3 separate regions of the Mus musculus genome follow, and all the other regions are linked to region 2. The links are chromatin contacts, called in public ChIA-PET and Micro-C maps. All regions are on one chromosome and are shown on one strand. Each heading gives the region's core, a stretch centred on a gene start, on an enhancer-like site or on the middle of the called end of the contact. The rest is flanking DNA. Distances are from core to core; before and after follow the strand shown.

Region 1 (4,555 bases), core at 2,018-4,517, 270 kb before region 2:
CCAATGTATTTTTCCAGCATCCTTACCAACAGTTGTAATTACTTAGTTTCAAATGAGTCTGTTATTATAGCCATCCTGGTGGATGAGAAGTGCTAGATTGTGGTGTTTTTATTCTGTGTGCTTCTGGTGAGTAAGGACTACCTTTTCATTTGGCTGTATAAGGCCGTTTTATCTTTTGTGAGACATCATCACATTTTATTTTGCTTTAATTTTTATTTTATGTGTATGGGTATTTTGCATGCATGTATGTATGCGCACCACAAGCGTTTCTGGTAGCCACAGTGCCAGAAGAGGGCACTGGATACCCTGACATTGGAGTTTGATTTTTCAGATGATTGTGAGTTCCCATATGGGTTCTGAGAATCAAACCAGGGTCCTCTGAAAAGCAGCCAGTGCTCTTAACCACTGGGCCGTTTCTCCAGCCCATTCTTAAGTTGAATTTGGTGGTTTTTTGTTTCTTTTTTGTTTCTTTTTTCCTGATTTTTAAGACATGTGCTGGTCTCAGACTGGCCATGTACACAGTCTAAAATGACTTTACATTTCTCATTCTCTTGTTTTTACTTCCCTGGGCTTAATGTGAGGTAGCAATCACTTGATTGAGTTTATTTATTTATGTTTATTGATTGAGTGCTATGCAGATGTGCAGGTGTATGTGTGGCCACGTGAGTATGCCACAGCACACAAATGGAGGTCAGAGGACATCTCCTGGGGATTGAGTATCTCTTCCCACCATGTGATTGCTGGGGATCAACCTCAGGTCACAAAGCTTGCCTGAGAGAGAGCACTGGACTGCCTCTCTGGATCCAGTTTATATTTTTCTATGTGGACATCTGATCGAGCTCAGTGCATTGAGAGTAATGACTATAAGAATCATGAACTTGTATAACTGGGCCAGAGTCTCTGGTTTTACCATTCTGAACGTGGTTCCAGATTTACTTCTGGACGGTGCATTTTATGAGGCCTTGGAGAGTCTTACTGGGCAGTAGTGAAGATATCCTGAAGCTTGGAGGGTTTGCAGCTTCCGCCTTAGGCTGCAGAGAGAAGGATGCTTTTTAAGAGGCGGCTGCCTGTGTCTCACCTCGACTCCCAAGTGTGGCCTTGACCATCTTGACTGAATTCACCCTTGCCCTGGATCTACCTTCTGCTAGTTGGTCTCAAACACAGTACCTTGTCAGGGTCCTGGAGCTGATGGGACAGGGTAGCTAATTTGTCAACAGAATTCTTCCACCGTCCACAGTTTTGACCCTTGAGCTTCCTGTCTGCTCCCTAGGTAAGGCCAGCTCCTTACAGCGTCCAGCTGTTACAGTGGCTGTCCCTGTGCCCCTTTTCTGACAGGGTCCTGTGTCCCAGTTTTCTGCTCTACCTCATTTACAGCACGCACCACTCCCTCCTTAGCTTAGTCTATGTTGTTGAAGCAAGCGGGTGGGGGGTGTCTAGTCACCATCAGCTTTTTTTCAGCCTTTCTTTTTCAGAAGTTTTCTTTGTAAAGCATTGCCTGTGGGCCCAGCATTGTGATAGGTGCTAGGGAAACAGTGATGAAACAGAACAGACAAGAGCCCTGGCCTTTGGGGACAGTCACCAGATTAGAGAACTGATGGTGCACATTGTAATTACAGTAGTGCTGAGTGCTGTGCAGGAAGTGCAGGGACTGGGAGCCCCTGGGGTGACTAAGCCTGGCCTAGAGAATGTGTCCTACACACACTCTCTGCTGTGACGTGGGGTCCCCTTCTGCAGTTGCACATGCAGGCATAATGAGAACAGTGAACAGAAAGTCCAGTCCTTTGGAAAATGGTCCAGAGACCATTACGTTCCTTAGCCATAGCCTCTTGACACCTAGTGACGCAGGCAGCGTTCTGCTGACTTAGATCCCTGATGGCAGATGCTGCTCTGGTGTAGATCCCAGGTCAGCGGTATCTCCTCACAGTTTGAAGAAACAGAGCCGGCCAGATGTGGGGCCCTGAGCAAGCATACGTGGGAGGGTGGCAGAAAGAGGCAAGAGAAAGGGGAAAAGGGTGATCCTGCAAGTGCGGAGATCCATTATTGCAGGAGTATTCTTTCTCTACCTCCTCTGTGAGGCAGATACACCCTCGGTGCTCTCTCACTGGAACCGTCCCTCCCACCCCCAAACACACACACACACACACACACACACACACACACACACACACACACACACACACACACTGCTTCTCATTGTTTCTCACAGAGCCTTTCTCTAGAGTCATCCCCCAATGGCTGGTGTGAGGTCAGTGGACTCTGAACATTTCTTACTAGTCTTCTCTTCAGTGGAAAGAGAAGCAAGTCTCCCTTAATGTAAATCCACAGTTTTCTTCATCCCACCAGGTCCTTCCACCCACCTCTGTTGTTTTACATTGAAGACACTTGGACAGCCAGAAGTTAGTCCCTTGGACTGGCAAGATAGCTCAAGGAGTCAAAATACATGACATATAAGTCTAGTGACCTGAGTTCAATCACTGGAACCCAAATACGATAGAGAGAACTGACTCCAGAGTTGCTCACATACTTGTGCCTGAACATTCACACAAACTACCTAGTAGTGATGAAAATAGTCTGTGTTTTATGACTCAATGCTGAGCATTTTTGCTTGACATTATCGAGGAAAATGATCATTCAGACTTATAGGATGGGGGTGAGCAGAGACTATCACTGAATAGGGTGATAAGATGTCTGGGTGATGAGGGGATCTGAGTTGGGGCTTGTAAAGAAGCTTTCAGGTGGTGACTGGTGGATCCTCAAGAGCAGTGTCCTCTCCTACCAGGGCTTATACAGGGCAGGGTCACCAGGTATGTGTGAAGTCACCAGGATGGCCAAGTGGCTCCTGGGAGCTATTTCTCACACCCATTTTCCTCAGGGAATCATCTGGGGCTTGGTGACCCAGACAGGCTTTGTTTAGACCAGTGTTGCATGGTCCCTAGCAGCCACCCTGCCTGACACATCATCCTGTCCCGAGTAGAAGGAAGCACATGCCAACTCTGAAAGTCACATGCAGAGGCCCTGGGAGCCCAGATCTGTATACCTATACCTGAATCAGAACTTGTCTCTCTTGGCTTCAGGAGTCTAAACTGTCTAAACCAACCCCTTTGTCACACAGCCGTAGCCAGAACCCTCCTCCCTGTCTGTATCAGCAGGGAGGGCAGTCTTGATTTAGGGGTTGAAAATAGCAATGTCAGAGCTAGATTGGTAGCACTTGCCAGAGCAATGGGGCGGGTCCTGCCTGTGTGACTCATTTCCTTTGTATAGACAGCCACTTAGTGTAGCCAGCCAACTTCCTTGCCTCTGCTCTCTTCCATGTCTAGGCATAGAAAGGCAGAGAGAGCTTAGAACGGTGAAGAATAGGAACTAAACGATATTCTCATAGGCCTTCTGACTCCAGACCTCCCCAACTTCCCCTGTCAGGGAGCAGGATCTACTACTGGGGCTTCAAGGACCTGCTCAATGTGGGGAACAGAATTAGAAGCAATAATTTAGGTCTAAGCTCACACACCACACCTCCCTTACCCCATATCTCCAAGGCCACAGAGCCCGAAGTGCTGAGACACTTGTATTTCCACTTGCAAGAGAATCAAGTTGCACGCCCTCCTTACACCTTACATAGAAGCTGACTCAAAATGGGTCACAGAGATGTAAGCGCTAATAAGGCTCTTAGTAAAAAACGTGGGAGTAAATCTTGGTGACATTGGCTTCTGCGGTGGCTTCTGAGATAAGACAACAGGAGCACAAGCAGAAGACAAGCTGGCTAAATTAAGCTTAGGAAGAAAACATCTCAGAGCTCCAGAAGGTACCATTAAGAAGGAAAAAAGAAGAAGCCAGGCATGGTGGCTTGTGCCTGCGTCTCGTGCCTGAGAGTCCAAAGCAGGAGGCTCTTGCAAAGCTGCCCTGGGCTATGTAATGAGCTCTAGACCAACCTTGCCTATAGACATTGTCTCAAAAAGAAAAGGAAGGGAAGAGATAAGTAAAAAAAATAAAAGACAACACATAGAATAAGAGAAGTCATTGGTCAGTCAGATAGCCTGCTAAGGTTCTGGTACCCAGAATCTGCCCAGAACCCTTGTAATTTTTATTGATTTCCTAAGCAGTTATAACAAAGTAGCATAAATCAGATGGCTGGAAACAACAGTTGTGCAGTCCTTGCTAGTACTAGAAGCTGAGTGGAGAGCCAGATGTCGGCAGCAGTGGCTCCTCCAGACAGTGAGGGGTAATTTCTTCTTTCTCTCAGTTCTTAGTATTCTTGGCATAGGCTTGTAGGTTCATCACTCCAGTCCCTCCCTCCAGCATCCCATGCTTCTCTTCCACTTGACACTTTCCTCTGTGTGTGTGTCATCTCCTCTTCCCTTGTTTTGAACCAGGGTCTGTCCTGGAGCTTACTGTGTAGACTAAGCTGCCATAGAACTCACAGAGATCTGCCTGTCTCTGCCTCTAGAATTAAATGTGTGCTCCACTATGTCTGTCTCCTCTTTTTGTAAGTATATCAGTTCAGTTGGATGAAGGGCTCACCCTGCTCCACAACAGGGACATCTGAACTAGTTACTAGGGT
Region 2 (5,058 bases), core at 425-2,924:
TTCAGTCTAGTCGCCGAACTTGGAAAGAGGCGCTCGCTCCTGCTGCCGGTGCAGTTCGTTCTCGGTCAGCAGCTGGAGGTTCTCAGCGCGCAGCCGGTCCAGCTCTAGCTCGAGCTCCCGCACTCGCGCGTCGACGCCTCCCAGCCGCTTGCTTTCCAGCCGCAGCCGGTTATTTTCGTCCTCCTTGCGGGAGAGGCACTTCTCCAGCTCCAGGTACTCTTTGATGAGCTCCTGCTTGCTCATGTTCTGCAGGCTCTCGGCGTGGTACCGCTCGTACGTCTCCGAGAAGTCCCGCTGCAGAAACTCGCTGCCGTCCCCTCCCATGCCATCGCTGCCTCCGTCTTCCTCACCAGCTTCTTCCACAAAATCCTCATCGCTGGTGTCGTCGGATTTGGCGGCTGCCCGCTTGGGGTAAAGGCCGGTTTTGAGATCAGGCTCCTCCTGATCGTGGTCATCCATGAGGAACTGCGTGGTGTTATAGGGCGCAACTGGCTGGCCCTTGGCGAACATCTCGGCTCGAACCCGCGAAGCTCGCAGGCTCTGCTTCTCGTCGAACTTTTTCTTCTCCTCCCAAGTCAGCTTGTAGTAGGGCTTCCAATGCCGCTTCTTCTTTGAGGGGCGTCTCCGATGTTTTTTCTTGCCCAGCTGTCTCTGTTGCTGTCCCCATGGCTCCTCGCCTCCGGCGGCAGGAGCCTCCTGCTTGGTGGCCTCCGAGTCATGACCTGGCTGCACGAGGGACTCTGACATCGGCTCTCCCTCCGCCGACGGGGAGGCACCGCCAGTGGATAAGTCCTCCCCATTCTGGCCCTTCTCGCCCTTCTCCAGGGAGCTCAATTCTGGACAGGCATTCGTCTGCAATGGGGGCAGCTGGTGCTTCAGGCCCCCTTCTCCCTCCTGCCCTGGACGGCTACCGGACTGCAAGGACGCTCTCGATTGCCACCTACTGTCCTCCTTGGGCACCCGTTCCTCCGCGCTTGGGGGGCGCTCAGAGGTATGCTCTTCATGGACAACAGCAGCACCTGTACAGTTGCTAGTTTGAGGCTGGTGTTGATGTTCTGTCAAGAGTGGCTCGGCCATGGCTTAGTAGAGTTCTCTTCTGGAAGTTTGAGAAATTCTGGCTTAAGGAAAGAGGTTTTTCTTTCTTTTCAAAATATGTCCAACAAAGTCCTCTTCGGTCAGTAATTTCTGCAGTGACGCCTTCCGTCCGTCCTGTCAGCAAACTCCAATCGCAACTTGGAGTCCAGTCAATAAAGGGTTAAGCGCACACAAGCGTGGCCAACTAGCAGGTCCGGGGGTTCAGCAGCAGGCACCGTATGCAAATATGCAGAGGGGTGGGCTTCACGCCTCCCCGCCGAGTGCTCCCACAGACGAGGAGTTGGTGCGCAAGGAGAGGAGGTTTAAGTCCAATGGGTTAAACCCAACCCGAAAGGGTTAAAACTACCCGATGACGCTGCCTCGGAGGGGCCGAATCCACAAAGGGTTAAATCCCCTGCCGCAGAGCCCACAAGGGGTTAAAGTCCCAGAGCCGCCACCTCCCACTTCCACGGGTGTCGCTCCAACCCGAGCTCCCAGTTCCTCAGGCCGGGCCGGAGCCTTAGCCGAGGACAGACAAACTCATCTCCCCTCTGGCTCGATGCTCCGCTCAGTTCTCCTCCGCCTCCTCCTCTTTTCCTCCCTCCCTCCCTCCCCCTTCAGACAGCTCTTCTTCCGCCTCCTCCTCCGGCTTCCCCTCCCAACCTGACTTTCCACCTGCCAACTTCCAACTGCTGTCTCCAAGCCCTCGGCGCCTCTTATATATAGAAGCTTGTAAGCCCCGCCCATGCGCATGCGTAACGGAGTCCAGGTGTGGGGCAGCCGGGAGTCGTAGTTCCCTTCTTTCGGGCCCGCCGTCCTCGCGCGCCGTGCAACGTAGCCAATCATAGAATGCGTAGGGGGCGTCTCCCAGGCCGCCTTCTTCCATCGCTTAGCTCTCGCTGAAGAAACGTGAGCAGTCATTGGGCAAGAGTTATTCGTCTCTCCGAGGAAGGAAGACCAATTACAGAGGAGATGGGGCGGGTTCTGGACCATACCATTGTGCTTCAGGAATACAAGAAGATTCCATGACCTTTGGGAGCTTATACAGAATATTTTTATTAAAAGGTGCGTTTGAAAATCTACTGTCATATTCTGTTCTCAGCGGAAAGGTTCTGATGGCCATAAACCGTTTTCAACTTATGCAAAAATGGTCTGTCCCTAAAAAGTAGTCCCTAAAGTGTAAAAGAGGATTAAATTCTATAAAGAGAGCTGTTAGTCGTGATTACTGACATTGGATTCTTAAAATTACAATAATGTCTCTGAGGTAGGTGATGGGTTTCTTGGAGAGAGATAAGCGGAAGGATATTTTGGACAACTATTTATTAAAAAGACGAAAAGCGCATGAAGAAGTAAACAAATGAATTAAGAAGTGCCGCCTTAAAGGGACAGTGTGGTGGCCTGCCGAGCATCAGCTTCAGACTAGGCCTCAGGAACTGAGAGGGCGGGTTCGAGTCCTGAGTGACGTCGGTCCTCAGGCTATCCTGGAGGCCCTTAGGTGAGAGCAGCCACCCAGGCCAAGAGCTATCTCCGCACCAGAGGTGAAAGCAAAGTGGTCCTCCGCGGCCGAGCTCTCCGCCTGAGCCCGGATGGGAAGCGCGTGGTGAGGAGGAAGGACTCGCCCCGAACCTCGGCTTCTGCCGAAGAAAATGGCCTCCCGGGGTCGACTTGGCCTCTTCGCTTCCGATACCGCAAACCTTTCCCTAGCCAGGATACTCTGGAGAGATTGGGCCAATTGATGCGAAGTCTGTGTTGGGGAGGAACCCAAAAATCTATGCGTTCCCGAAAAAAGGGGGTGTCATCCACAGAGATGAGGTGTGTGTGTGTGTTGGGGGGAAGGCTTCGAGAAGGAAAGCTGAAGGCCTTCCCTGAAATGGGTGTGCTTGACCCAGGGCCGTAGGGTACATTGGGGGTGAAGTGGGGGTTCTACTCCCCCTTAAAAGGGATTCACATTCTTTTCCCCTACTAGAAGGACCCGAAAAACTCCCTTTAATCCCCTTGGCGTAATTGCCACTTCTCCCTTTGCCTGAGTACCCAGTGAGCCATTCTTCTTTTTCCTTACATTCCAGCCATAATGGAGTGAGATTCTACACATGAAACTATTTGACCAGCGCAGCCATGTGAGCGAGGTAGGGCAGGAGTTAGCCGCCATTTTAGCTATAGGAAAGCTCTGCGCCTTGGAGAAATCAAGTGACTTATCCAAGGTCACCTGACAACGAAGAGGCAGTTGTAACTAGAGCGGGTCTTCCTTGCGTCATCTAATACGGTTTTTCTGTCAAAAACACAAAAGCCAAGACCTGGAAAGCCAGCTCAGCAGTTAGTGAACGGGCTGCTCTTCAGAGGGCCTGAGATTGGCTCCCTGGGACTCACACGATGGCTCACAAATGTCTATAGCTGCAGATCCAGAGGAGCTGATATCCTCCATTGACAGCAGGCACATATGCTGTACACACATGCAGGAAAGAAAAAAAAAATCAGATATGTAAAAAAAAAAAATTAAAAACAAGACACAAAATCCTTTCTCCCACACTCCCTCAGTAAGTTTTTATTTCCAGTAAAAGCTTCAGCTCATTGCAAACTATTACAAATTGGCAGTCATTTGTTAGGACAAAAAAGATAAAAAGTTTTGGAGCTTCAAGTTGCCAGGACTGCACAATGAAGCCCGGCCACAGTGAGCCAAATGGCAATAAAGAAAATCCATGCAGCAACTTGCAATCAGACTGCTTGGGACTTGGAAATCTGTGTATTACGGAGCAATTGACTTGGAAGGAGCAGGAAGCACAATTTTGTTTTTGAGGCAAGGCCTCAGGATATAATATAGTCTTGCCTGAAATGCAGATCCTCCTGCCTCAGCACCACGGTAATAATTAGGTGCACATCACCTCCCAGGTTAAAAGTGTTTCATAAGTAAAAGGGTTTATGAACTTCAGAGTGCTGGGTGGGGCCGCAATCTAGTGTGAGACAGTCTCGAGGGGAAGCAAGTGAGAATGCCCTAAGGGGACATGCAGCTGTTTTGAAAATGACCATTCTAGCTTGTTTTCCATGCATTGCTAGAAACCTGGTCTGCCTGAAAAGCCTGTCTTTCTTCATTCATTACTTAGAACGCACCAGGAGACCAAGAACAAAGATGGAAAGGGGGCTCAAGGTATGGGAGATGGCTGCATAGTTAAGAGCATTTGTTCTCTAGAGGATCCAGGCTCCATCCCCAACATCCACGTGGCAGTTCACAAGTGTAACCCCAGTTCCTAAGGATCCCATGCTCTCTTCTGACCTCCACCAGCACCAGGCATGTGTGCTACAGAGTCATATATGCTCATACACATAAAATATATTTAAATGTCTTAAAAAATAAAGAGGAAAAGGAGTCTTTGCAGACAACTTGCTGCAAGAGTCAAAATGTCCATGCTTCAGATTTTAGAGGACTTGATTGAATACACACAGTCAGGAATATGGAAGTTATGGTTGAACCTAGACTAAGTTTACTAGAGAGGGCTAAGAGTAAGGTCTCATAATGGAAGGGGACATGCTCACCAAGGTCGTAGACTTCCAGAACTTATATGTTCCAAGTCCTAGCCCTTTGCCAAGTATTTTCTACCCTCCAAGCACTGTTAAACCGCTCGGCTGCCTTATGGTGCAGAAGTCGGTCCTGTTTCACAAACAAGTCAATCCAGATTCAGAACAGCTAATCTTTTAGTCCACACTTGCCGAGCCAGCAAGTGAGTTGTGAGGCCGACTTGACTTTTCCCTGCAGTCCTGGCTCCCGCTCGCTGCCCCGATGTCTGCCGACATCATAGGTTTTCCTGCTTCAGCCTTTTTGCTTGTGACGCTGAAGCTACAGAACCTGTGTAGTGAATGGTGTCTGTCTTTAGGGCTATCCTCCCTACTGTTAAAATCCCGGAGAGTGCCTGTATTTTCCAGTGAGGCACAAGGATGGCCAAACCCGGGGAGGTGGTCTGCCTCACAGGGTGTTAGGGAACTCAGAGGAAT
Region 3 (5,066 bases), core at 183-2,682, 300 kb after region 2:
CGCCTCCTGAGACAAAGGCAGGAGCATCAAGACTTCAAAGCTAGCTCTCAGCCACAGGTCGAGTCTGAGATCAGCCTGTGCTATAATGGGACTTCGTTTCATAAAAAATCAAACAAAATATCAAAAATGAAACATGAGGCTCAAAGTGAGCACATTCTTTGATTTTTAGAGAGAAGCCAAAAAAAAAAAAAAAAAAAAAGGATTTAAAAATTTGGGCACTTTCCTAAAAAAAAAAAAAAAAAAAACCACACACATCATAGCAACCAAACAAAATTTCGGAGGGTGTGGGTAGGCAATGGACCATCCCTTTTCATCCCAACCTGTGACCTAGCTTCGGGAGAAATTTGATCCACAAGTCGCCTCACTTGTTAGTGTTTAATTTCATCCCTGTCCAGGGGCAAAACTTTTAAAAAGCCTATCCATTTGTAATTCTAGAGTACAGGAATGGCCCTCCCCTCCCATCTCTTTGGTAAACTGCCTTTCACCACCCAGTCTCAATCTCGTTAAAGTATTTAGGGGAATTTCTCGTTTCTTTTTTAATAAAGATTTATTTTTTATTATTTTTAATTATGTGTCTCTGGGTCTATGTGTAGGTATGTGCACATCGATATAGGTGCCCCGAGAGAGTCGGATCCTCCAGAGGCTGGAGTTACAGGTGGTTGTGAACCACACAACGTGGGTGTAGAAGATTCTCTGCAACAGTAGTACAAACTGCATAGCCGCTGAGCCGTCTCTCCCGCTAGTTTTCCTTTTCTTAACCCGCAGTTTCGGCCAGGGGAATTCCTGTCCATGTGCATTTCAAGTCTTGTAATTGGGATCCCGCTGGGATGCAAGGAGTTAAGAGGAAATGGCCTATTAGGGTCTTACTAATCCGAGAAATCCAGGACCTCAAAACTATGCAGAACGCCTGTAAAAACCATGATTCCACCAGGCGGGGATGGTTGGCCGAGAAGCCCCGGAGGTTTTTCGAGCAACTGCAGAGCAGAGCCTAGAACGGCCATGAGCATCCCGAGATCCGCTGGACCAAGGCCCTGACCTAGCGCACGAGATAACGGTGGAGCTCTGCGGTCCGACCCTGGAAACTCAGGTGAGGCGTGTCTCCATCACGCTGTCACTGGCCGGCTCCTCCGGGGAATCACGCCACAGGAAATGAGCCCGCGGCGCTCGAAGTCAGCCGCCCACCGGGGCTCCCCGCGCAGGGGTCCTCCCGCCACCGCGCGCCCCGCCGCGTACGGGACCGCCCGGGAACGCGCGCGGCCGGTCACGGAAAGTTGGCGCCGGCGCGGGGCCGCGCGCTCCGGGCGCCCCCTCCCACTCGAGGCGCACGTGCAGCCGCGCCCCCGCTCCCAGGCCGAGACGGGACGCCCCCACCCCCACCGCGGCACGCAGTGCGCAGGCGCCTCCCCGCGGGTCCCGGCGGCGGGAGCGGGAGAGAGGGAGGCGGCGGGCGCGGCCGGAGCGGCTTCAGCCTCGGCTTGAAGGCTGAGGCGAAGGAGGCGGCGGCGGTGGCGGCGGCGGCGAGGCGGCGAAGGTGATGGCGACGCGGGGCCCATGAGGCGGCGGCCGGCGGGACGGGCCGAGGCCCGGCGGAGGAGGCGGCTTCGGGGGCGCCCACCGCCGGGTGAGCGGCGGCTTGAGGGGCCCCGGGCCGGGCGCGGCCGGGCGAACTCTGAGGCGCCTCGAAAGCGGCGGCGGCGGCGGGCCGGGTTCCTGGGGGCGGCAGGGCGGGAAGGAGCGCCCGCCGAGCCCCGAGGGGCGTCGCCACCCGCGTCCCGCCGCCGGCGCGCCCGCCCTCTTTGTCCCCAGGCGCGCGGTTCCCAAATTGGGAGGGAAACGGCTCGGGCGGGCCGGGAGCGGGCGGCGGTGCTCCCGCAACTCCTCGGGGCGGTTGGGGGACCCGGCCGGGCTGGCGCTGGGCGGGCTCGTCTTTGTCTGACGGCCTGGGCCGCTCTTCGGCGGCGTGCTGCGGGCTCCGGCGGGTCCTCTGTCCCCCTCGGAGGTTTCTTTTTCCCCCCTTTTTTACTGGAGGTTTGGTTCGAGCGCTGCGGAGCGGGAGAGGGGCTGGCGGGAGGACCCGGCCCGTCGCCTCTTGCTGGACGCCTTTTCTTTACTTGAGATGACTTTATTCTCACTTCGGAAAACTTTGGAGCTCTGCTGTGGCCTTTTTTTTTTTTTTTTTAATTGTTCTTCGTTGAGTCTCCAGATTGAAAATAGAGAGGAGGCGCTAATGCTGTGATTGGGCTGGCTGCCGCGTTTGGAGTTTCGAGTTGAAAAGATTTACATGACCCATGTTTAGAATTTGGGGTCCTCCCCCGCCGGTCCCCGCTTTGCGGATTATTTGGGATTGCTTTTCTTTTGCGAAGTGGGATGAGTTTGGTTTTTGTCATTTGAAGACATTTTCCTTTTGGTCCTCGGGGACTGGCAACGCCACAGATTTCATTGTGCTCGGGCTTTATTTTGTTCTCGTCCACACTAGGTGCAATCGAGGAACTCAAGGTAGACCAAATTCTGGATAAGTTATCTTGTATGTGTCTTAAGTCTAAAAGTTATTGCTTTTGTTGTGCACCCTTACAAGTGGATATATGTGAAAGCGCTGTACAAAAAGCCTTGTAAACGAAAGACTTTAGTTCTGTTAGGCAGAAATCATTTTGTCTGTAGTACATGAGTAACTGTAGGAAGAGGATTAATAATGTAATTTGGGGATTAATCCTTCCCCCTTGTAAACAGTTTGCAGGTATTTTTCAGAGCAAAAAATGCAAAACAAAGAGAAACAAAAAAGGCCCCACGAATTTGATTGCTTAGCTTGTAACTAAATTAATTGTGAGTTTTTGTTAAAAATTGCAGGTTTTGTTTGGGGCCAGCAGGATTTATTTGCAGCTACTTTGAGTTTCTTAAGGGCTGTGTAATGGCAGAATGAAAGGAATTAGAACAGTCTTCGGGGTAAAGGGTAAAACGATTTGTGATGCCAGATCTTCGGGTGCAGAGTAGGCAAAGGGCGTTTTGGAGAGAAAACTGGCATTATAAGTTCTGCAAATGTGTTCTGATGTGTTATGGTTCCAAAACATTGGTTTCATCCTATTAGTTCTGTTCCTTTGCTAAAGAATGGATGAGGAGGTATTGAATACTGGCTCACATACAAGCAGTAAATTCTTGTTTTACAAAGTCTGGAGTTGGCTCTCAGTACACCTTGGCAAAGGGTTAGCTTACAGACCCATGGAATGTGTTTAACCAAAGTGTTTCCTACAACAGTGAGATGATCTCATTAAAGATTACATTTTACTTTTTAATGTTATTCTTTGAAGCTGGCTATCATTGTGTGGCATGGGTTGATCTGGAACTTGGTATGCAGCCTAGGGTGGCTTTGAACTCCCTACTGCTTGACTCTCCAGAATGATGGGTTATAGGTAGTTCATTCAACAAACATTTTTGTGGTCCTGGAGACTGTACCAAGGGCTACGTATGTGCTCTGTCACTAAGCTGTATCCCAGCAACCTTCTCCCCATTAAGTGAGTGTATGGGACAGCTAGGAAGTGGAGCAGACAAAAGATGAGGACCAATCTTCTCTCCCCCTCAGTGTTTTTAATGTGCAAAAAAAAAAGTTTAGCAATATGGAAATTATCTAAAATCCTTGGGGGGAAAACATGCACAAACTTTTAGAATAAATTTGTTTTCCCCTCATGGAAATGAAATAAATTTCACATAGTATTCTTATCCTCTAACCTCTAAACAGTGTTTAGCTCTCACCCATCTGTGGCCTGTTTTATCTGTGTCTTTGTGGTATCTAACTGGTTGTGACTGAATTAATTGTAACCTCAGGATGACTTGTAACATACCTTCCGAGGAAGTCTGGAGTTAAGTGGCGTTAGACTCTATTTTTAGGGAATTCCTTTGGACTCATTCTTGGACCTGGGATTCCTAATTGCCCATCCAGAGTAGGTAGTTATGTGGACTTAGATTCCACCCTCTCCTTTCGAGTTCTGATTCTGCTCCAGGTCCTCAGAATGTCGGCCCCTCTCTGATGTTGGCCGTGTCTTTAACCTGAGGATCTTGGTCGTCTTCTCAGTCTAGACCTAGCTCTTCTCTGTCTTTGGTACCAGATATTTTCTGAGTTTTTGTTGTTCTTTTCGAGACAGGGTCTTAATGCTAGCCCAGATTGGCTGCAGTCTCATGGCGGTCTGCCTCTTTCTTCCCATGTGCTCATAGGATTAGAATGGCTGGTCTAGGCCATAGCGCCCCGTTGGTGTAGACAGTGCTGGAGATCCAGCCTAGAACAGCTTGCACGCTAGAGAAGCACTCTACTAACTAAGCCACACCTCTAGCTCATCCCTATAGTTGTCTTCTTTTCCTTCTGTTCTATACTAGAGATTGAACCCAGGGCATGACAGACAAACACTGCCACAGAGCTACACCCCCAGCCCTGCTTTCACATTTTCTCTTATTCCATGTATCTGTGTCATACTTGTCTTTTTCCTACTTCCTGAAAAAGTTTAAAGCTCAGTCAGAGTCTTTGCCTGCACTACATCTGTTTCCTTTACTCCAGAAGCAACTCTGTCCTTTACTCCTGTCAAGAAACCTTTCAGGGCTAGACAGATGGTTCAGTGGGTAAGAACACTTGTTCTTGCAGAGGACATGGGTTCAATTCCCAGCATTGACACGGCAGTTTACAGCCATCCATAACTCCAACGCAAGGGTATCTTAATGCTGTCTTCTGACCTCGCAAGCACCAAGCACACAAGCGGCATGCCGATATACGAATGAGTAAAATACTTATAAAATAAAATTAAGTAGAAAGAAAGAAACCTATTTCCTATTCTAGTTTAGCCTAGGGACTAAAAATACAGTTACTCTTCTAGGACATATTGCTTATTTGTATAATGTTAATGACACCATTAGATTGTATAGTGTGTTCTGTAATATTTAGAGTAATATCTTGTTTTTGCTATCTCAGTACCCTTGGCACCTAGCTTATAATTACTTCATTTATGTATTCAGCAAGTTGCTGCCCACTAATTTTTTTCTTAGTAGTAGTTTAGTGCAGTAAAATACTTTTGATAAAGCTTTAGTGC

The links. Hi-C and Micro-C count contacts between places; a contact is called where the count stands out from the background. ChIA-PET counts read pairs in DNA pulled down with a chosen protein or histone mark.
Region 1: a contact with region 2 is called in an RNA polymerase II ChIA-PET map of effector CD8 T cells, with 11 read pairs. The contact joins the enhancer-like site here to the promoter of Hexim1 in region 2. A contact is called at or near these places in 2 of 39 promoter capture datasets (the C10 cell line and the HPC-7 cell line), 1 of 484 Hi-C or Micro-C datasets (the Ba/F3 cell line), 2 of 115 datasets of contacts at active chromatin or transcription factors (effector CD8 T cells and pancreatic cancer cells) and 2 of 9 other capture datasets (liver and pancreatic islet).
Region 3: a Micro-C map of embryonic stem cells shows a contact between it and region 2, with 7 times the contacts expected there. The contact joins the promoter of Gjc1 here to the promoter of Hexim1 in region 2. A contact is called at or near these places in 4 of 39 promoter capture datasets (cranial neural crest, frontonasal cranial neural crest, maxillary cranial neural crest and 1 more) and 2 of 484 Hi-C or Micro-C datasets (embryonic stem cells and reprogramming fibroblasts).

What each region holds. Positions count from the first base shown.
Region 1 is chr11:103,380,828-103,385,382 of GRCm38.p6, reverse strand. All of the region lies in intron 5 of Plekhm1 (pleckstrin homology domain containing, family M (with RUN domain) member 1), which reads left to right. Among named protein-coding and RNA genes, the nearest start is that of Arhgap27, 19 kb to the right of the region's middle. Within about 2 kb of position 3,267, at least 235 of the 459 cell types and tissues checked have an H3K27ac peak or open chromatin away from gene starts, as enhancers often do. A contact at or near this core is called in the Ba/F3 cell line, the HPC-7 cell line, effector CD8 T cells and 2 more, where this site is marked.
Region 2 is chr11:103,112,941-103,117,998 of GRCm38.p6, reverse strand. Hexim1 (hexamethylene bis-acetamide inducible 1) reads right to left here and starts at 1,674. Exons shown (of 1, transcript NM_138753.2): 1 at 1-1,674. The coding sequence starts at 1,077. The coding sequence ends at 7.
Region 3 is chr11:102,815,525-102,820,590 of GRCm38.p6, reverse strand. Gjc1 (gap junction protein, gamma 1) reads left to right here and starts at 1,432. Exons shown (of 3, transcript NM_001159382.1): 1 at 1,432-1,621.